Linked DNA regions of Mus musculus: region 2 is linked to region 1. The links are chromatin contacts, called in public Hi-C maps. All regions are on one chromosome and are shown on one strand. The core of a region is the stretch at or near the end of the contact, and the rest is flanking DNA. Distances in the headings are between cores, read along the strand shown.

The links. Hi-C and Micro-C count contacts between places; a contact is called where the count stands out from the background.
Region 2: a contact with region 1 is called in a Hi-C map of liver, with 2.0 times the contacts expected there. The contact joins the promoter of Zmiz1os1 here to the enhancer-like site in region 1. A contact is called at or near these places in 5 of 484 Hi-C or Micro-C datasets (cortical neurons, liver and uterus) and 2 of 115 datasets of contacts at active chromatin or transcription factors (double positive thymocytes and embryonic limb bud).

The regions. Positions count from the first base shown.
Region 1 is chr14:25,316,350-25,319,706 of GRCm38.p6, reverse strand. It overlaps Zmiz1os1 (a long non-coding RNA gene), which reads left to right. Exons shown (of 8, transcript XR_003951078.1): 2 at 1-1,045. Among named protein-coding and RNA genes, the nearest start is that of Gm41113, 61 kb to the left of the region's middle. Within about 2 kb of position 1,591, at least 150 of the 459 cell types and tissues checked have an H3K27ac peak or open chromatin away from gene starts, as enhancers often do. A contact at or near this core is called in cortical neurons, embryonic limb bud and liver, where this site is marked.
Region 2 is chr14:25,405,205-25,408,561 of GRCm38.p6, reverse strand. It overlaps Zmiz1os1 (a long non-coding RNA gene), which reads left to right and starts at 1,776. Exons shown (of 8, transcript XR_003951078.1): 1 at 1,776-2,412. It overlaps Gm32645 (a long non-coding RNA gene), which reads right to left. Exons shown (of 7, transcript XR_003951092.1): 4 at 1,834-2,013; 5 at 536-803.

The sequences.
Region 1 (3,357 bases), core at 342-2,841:
TAATCCTAATCGATTCTTGTTCTGATTCTAAAAGCAACACAGGTTTAGTGTGACACACTCAAAACTGTTTTGATGGAAAGGGAAAAGGGCAGGAGTGATAGGCCAGCCAGCCAGTGCTTGCCTTGCACGCACAGGACCAGAGTCTGAGCCCCAGGACACATGTAAAAATTCTCAGGAAGGTGGCCCAGGAGGTAATGCCTGGCACAAGAAAAGATAGGTGAATCCCTGGAGCTGGCTTCTTGGCCAACCAGTCTACCGGTAGCAAGCTCCAGACCCAGCGAGAGAGCTGTCACAGTGGAAAGGCAGGAGGTGCCTGGAGAGTAGCACTAGAGGTTGTCCTCTGGCTTCCATATGCATGTGCACCCACACTAAAATAAATGGAAACCTTTGATATTGTCACCAAGAAGTTTTTAAGGACTGCCTTTGGTTCCCTCCACCCCATAAGCCAATGAATTCAGCTGACAATCGTCTGACCTCCACACTGCCTCAGCCCCATCCTGTGACGTCCCTATAGATGGCCATAATCAGCCCTGTCACAGCTGTAGGCTGCTTCCGAATTCTCGACGCAGGCCCTGGTTCCTCATCTCTGTGTGGAGGACCCGCGAGGCCTAAGGCTTCCCGCTCCTGAGGCAGGCTACTCCAGAGGAGCACTGAGAGTCCCTGAGCTAATCGACAGCGGGCTTATCATTGGCTGAAGAGGTATGTGCCAGCCAGGCAGCCAGTTTACTGGATTCTGGTCTTGCTCTAACTTCTGTGGTTCGTTGGACCTAAGTTCCATTATGAGACGGACTTGGCAGCAGCGCATGGGCAGTGCATTGGAGCACAGGAAACTTCCAGAGCCAAGCTGTCAGGGGTCTTTCCCAGCACTGCCTCCTACTAATGGTGCCTCCTACTAATGGTAGGATTCCTCGGCAACTCAGTTTCCACACTAGTTAAACGATGATGATATGCATTTGTCTCGCAGGGTTGCTTCAGGCTTGGAAGAATTCATCACACTGGTACCCAGAGTAACTTCAGGTAAAATGAAGGCGCACCAAAATCAGAGGTAAGAGGAGGGATCCTGAATCTCAGGCCAGAGCGGCCGTGCAGTGGGAAGCGAGGAGGCACGTGACTGTCCTCGAAGATTTCATTGTGATAGTCACGGAGGCTGCTTCACTCTTCAGAGACACCATGTAACTTCCTTTCAGTATCTGGGTGAAGTTCAGCGACATCCTAGCGCATCTGGTCCTCTTCCAGGAAGCCTTCCTAGGTGGATAGGCGTGAGGCGCAGCCTTACGCTGTGGGCTCCCTGCCCCCACTGCCAGTGCCACCCTTTGGCCTCAGACAAAGCGGGCACCAGCAGCAGCAGCCGCCGGGCTGGCTCAGTGGCTTTCATGAGGCAGGGGCTCCGGGGAGCCCAACCCGGGCCGGTCTGCTTTGAATGCTATTTGCATTGCAATAGGCCAGCCTGGCCTTCAATACAGGCCCCTTCTTTTTTTGACACAGCAGCTTCACAATCGCCTATTGACCGGGCACCTGTTCCTGCCCCAGACGCTATGCAAATGCCGGCCAGGAGCGAAGCCGCCAGCCCCTCGGGCCATTGTGCATTGAACCCTGATGGCGCCCTGCCAGCTCCCAGCCGGCCTTTGTTCACTAGCTGTGCTGAGCCACCCCCGCCACCGCCTCCGCCCGCCTGAGGTGCCCTGCCGAGGAACCGCTTGCTGACAGCCACTTGGGTCCTTGCACCTGAAGAAAGGCTGCTCAATCTGGAGGCCAGGCCCACGCTGAGGCTGGGCCAGGGGCCCCGAGGAGAAGAGGCAGGCAGCTCGCAGGCTGGGGTCCTTAGCTCCTGTCCCCGGGGACCGCGGAGAGGGGCCTGGCAGGCGGAGGAGGGGGCAACCCGGACCATGCCATCTGGGGGCGGAGAGATTATAATAATCGCTCTCACATCTGCTGAGGGCCTACCCGCCGCAAAGCCCTCTCAGGGCTGGTCTCCCTGCAGGCACACCTGCCTCTCGAAGAGGGCTAGATTGTGCCTTTGGGGGTGGGGTGGGGATTGTAGTCCTCTGGGGGGAGCTGGCTGAGATCAAACAGTGGAGACAGGGGCTCAAACCCACGGGGGTGGATGTCTCACTTCCCAGACTTTGGGTGTAAAGTTTGGCTGTTCTTCTTCATCTCTTCTACCTGTCCTTTAGCAGGATGGCTGACTCCTCGGCTTCAGGGTGCGACAGATAGCTCTGCCTCAGTTGCTTTTCTTTCTGCAAAAGGAGTTTTAGGTTGTTCTGATAGTTACAATAGGCAAGGCTCTGCCATCTATTCCAACATAACAAATAAAGAGACAGGTAATGAAAGGCAAAGATGAAGTCAGTGTGGTCATCCTAGATAGAACAGATAAGGGAATCTAGTGATCGATCCCCCAGGTCCCATTCTGAAGTACTGACATGAACTTTAGGCTTACCAAGGAAGAGGGAAGAGGGGACAAAGGCATATGCATAATTATGTAGTCTCTGTCAAAGTGTGGTCCCACCCAGCGCTGCCTCAGCTCTGGCCTTGGTGAGTTGTCCAAAGAAGTCCTTGTAAGGCCAAGAGGCAAGCTGGCTCCAAAAAGATGATATCCTGCTCCAAGGTGCTACCACACCCTCACGGATGACGGCCCTTGCCTGGGGTTTTCTGTCCAGCTAGATGCTGTTGTTTCTGGAATTCATGGTCACTGACTACTTTGGGGGTCTGGACAGGACAATATAAAAAGCTGACAGTTATCATGCCTCAGTTTCCCATCTTTGTGCCTTCAATCTGGGAGTGGGGTGAGGTAGGCTGGAGTAGCCTTGGTTCTAGACAGCTCCTCCTGGGTGATTAGTTTCTCTCTGTATGGAGGCGTGCGGCTCACCCACAGTACAGTAAGCACAAAGGCAAGGTGAGGGTGCCAGGCTTTCACTCCACTTCAGTTGTCCTGTGGGTCTAGGGGAGGAGTAAATATAGTTTCTGAGTGCCTGAAAAAAGCATCCTCCATGCTGGGACAGGCTCCAAAGCTAGATGGCATCTCCTGGCACCCGCTGAAGTGCCAGCCCATGGTCCCCAGTGCAGAGTCACTGAACCAAAGGCTGAGGTGGCACTGCTCTCCAGTTTTCATGTCATCTGACGCACAGACAAGTTTGAAGACCACCAACTCCCAATCAGTGCTGGCTCTCCTGTATCCAAGCCTTGGCTCACATAATTCCCTCCTTTATAGCTCGGCTTCTCTCCCGAGACACCAATGCCTCCCTACCTGAACTTTTTCTCACATCCGATGTTCCCAGGCTTAGGACATCCAGACAAGTGAGGCCCACTTTTGATCAAGGGTAGCGGGGTGTGATGGTTTGTATATGCTCCAAGACAAGA
Region 2 (3,357 bases), core at 527-3,026, 89 kb before region 1:
CACTTGCTTATCCACTGATTTTAACATCCTTGTAATGAGGATCATGCCTTAGATGACATTGGGCTGCAGAAGGGAAGTAACCCTGTCTAGGTCACAGTAGCAGGAGGTGTGGCCAGGATCTGAGCTGGTTCTGTTGGACTCCTCTGTTCCAGGCAGTCTCTGCCTTTTTCATCCACTATATTTGAGAGTTGGGGATATAGTTCGATTAGTACACACCGGCATGCACAAAGTGCCAGCACTGCATAAAACCAGGCAGGATGGTACATGCCTATAAGTCAGCATTGTGGAGGTGGAAGCAGGGGGGGGGGTTAGAAGTTCAAGGCTATCCTTATGACAAAGTGAATTTGAGGCTTGCTTGGGCTACATGAGATCCTATCTCAAAGAACAAAAACAAAAATGCATTCAGCAAAATGAGAGAGAGAGAGAGAGAGAGAGAGAGAAGAGAGAAGAGAGAAGAGAGAAGAGAGAAGAGAGAGAGAGAGAGAGAGAGAGAGAGAGAGAGAGAGAGAGAGAGAGAATAGATCAGGTAACTTACCTGCATCAACAGTAGCCATTTCCCAGCCTAGACTAGGAAATGTTTACTAATTGAGCCTTTGAGAGGTGACCATTGAGGACAGAGTGGCCAGTGGGGAGGCCAGCTGCCATAGTCCCTGCTGAGTCGCTCCTTCCACTGGGACTCTTTCTGTTTACTTCAAGGGAAAACCCCAAGCAGAGCATCTGTGACAGCCAAGCCGGGCTTCCTGATAATTCTATTCCCAGACCAAATCACAGCTCGGGGACTGCGCTGCCATCAACATGATTACCTTGGGGGACAGAGACAGGGAATTTTATTAAATGAGACAATCTTGCTAAAAGGAAGCCTTACATGAGACTCTAGGCCTTAAATAATATTAGTGTCAAGAGATGACAAACATTTGGGCACGGTGATAGCATGCTGCCTAGGAGCCAGCGCTTGAGGGGAGGCCCCAGGGGCAAAAGAATCCAGAGGTGGCGGCAGACAGACACTCTCTGGCCCAGTGACCACACTTAAGTGGGCTGAAGTTCAGGGCCCTCTGAAGCCCTGCCCCAGAGGGAGAGAGAGGTCTCGTCTTTTCTACCTTAGGCACAATGGCCCTGCAACTGTGCAGGCTCCAGCAGAGGCAAGAGCTGGTTTCCAGGTTGGATGTCAGTTCCATCCCTGCACCATGCTGGGCTGCCCCGGGAAGCCTGTAAGGCGGTCCGTAGGCGTACCATGGAGATATGAAGACATAGCAAGTTCGCCTCCAAGTCCTGCTCACTGACCCCATAACCTTGGCCCGGTTAGACATCTCTGTGGATGACTGCTTCCTTGTTCTGGGGACAAAATGAATGAGTGCATATTGCTCTCCAAGGACAGTGCCTGGCACACAGGACATGTCCAAAGTATTCTCTCACTCTGTCTTGTGTTTCTGTTCCTGACCTCTCCCTACTGCTCCTGACGCACAATTGCTATAGTTTGGGTCTGGAATATTCTCTAAAGGTCCCTCCTAAAGATTTGGGCCTGCAAAACTATTGAGGGGGAGTGGTGTTTGGTAGAAATTAGGTCATTAGCAATGTGTCTTTGAAGAGACCATGGAGAGTCCCAGATGTCCTTCTCTCTTTGCTTTATAGTTACCAAGATATGAGCAGTTTGCCCCATCCCACATCACCAACATGACGTGCTGTTTTATGAATGTCACAGGACCAAGTCACCATGAATTCGAGCCTCTGAGACGCTGAGTTAAAATGAAACTTTCTGCTGTGTAAGTTGGTTCGCCCCAGGCATTGGTTATAGCAACAGAAAACTGACTTAACAATTATTCACATACTCTCTACCTGGGACAGGCGATGGGCTATTGAAAGGCCAGGTTCTCCAGGGCCTCAGGAGAATCCATACTTCAGACCTGGTTCCATCCATGTGGGCTGGCCTCGTTCATTCTCCCAAGGTAGCTTGGGGAGATCCCCCAGGAATCTAGGGACTGATAGAACAGCATCCTGCCTGGGTCTGAGTGATTCCTAGGACAACAGAAAATGCTCTGAGAGGTGGTGATTGGCTTCTGGGACTAGACAGCCATCTATGAATGACACAGATCAAACTGGCTATTCTGGGAGACAGCATAGGCTGGGGAGACCTGGACCTGGGTGGTGGAGGCCTTTGTCAGGGAGCCAGTAGTCTAGAATACCAGACTGGGTCTCACCTCCTTGCTTAGAGGCCATGAGCCATCATAGACTGTGGGTGGTCTACAGAGAGGGCAGTGTTTGTCAGTCTGTGTGGAGGAGGCGCCGCAGGTTTCCTTGGGGCTTTCTCAACCCTGTCCTTTCCAGATCCAGTTCCAGTTCGGTGGACATCAGGCCTGACTGCTCCTCTCTGAGCTTGCTCATGTCTCTACTGAGCACTGTACCCAGGAAGACAGGGTAGGTGTGGGGCTCACCTAAGGAGATGTGATAGGGGGACCCCACAGCCTCCAGCCCTGGGTTCCTGCCTGGCCTCCTCCAGGTAACATCACACCCATTAGGCTATCACACCTTCTTAGATCAAGGCCTACCTCTGCTAACCCAAATACCATCAGAGCCTAAGAAATCATCGAACTAGGTCTCCATTCTTTAAGTGAGCTTTCCCTTGGAGTAGCTGCCCAAGGGGTCATTGTGAACACTGAGATGTTCACTGGCCAGTAAGTGTTTGAGTCTGATCCAGGCTGACTTCTGTCCACAGAAGGGTCAGAGAGACACTCTGAAGGGACAGGTTGAGTTATGAATGAGGATGACCAGACATTCTGGGGAGAGGTCCAGGACACTCAGAGGTAGATGTGTAATTTGGAATGTCTGTTGGGAAGATGGCCTGGGAGCATTGGTGTAGGGCTATGGCACTGGGCTGGGCCTTTATTGATGGTGTCACTCTGCTTCAAGGATACATAGGGTCTGCCACCACCTCCACTCTTGGGAAGAAGGACAGATTCCCACTCAGACTCACACCAGCTCCGAATGAAGGACAAACAGCCCTGTTGGTTAATTACCCCCAGAGTACCAGGTTATGATGCTGTAGACAAGCAACCTGAAAGGACAGTCATCATCAGAGACTCCCACCCCCACAGTCGGTAGTAATGATTTAAGGGGTGTGTTCCCAGGTGGCTGGAAGCTGGTGTGAGCCCAGGCACACGGCCCAGGCTTTCTGCCAAGACAGAGCTAGGGATGGGCTGGGCCCTGGGTGGGAGGAGTTGTTCCTGTCATTCTCTTAGACTTGTGTGCCAGAAATGACCTTGATGTCTCCACTGGCTGTTCCCTGTCACTCTGTCCCCAACAAATATGGAGGGACATTTTAGAATGAGAAGCCCTGAGAGCCCTTCTTCCATCTGTTGGCTG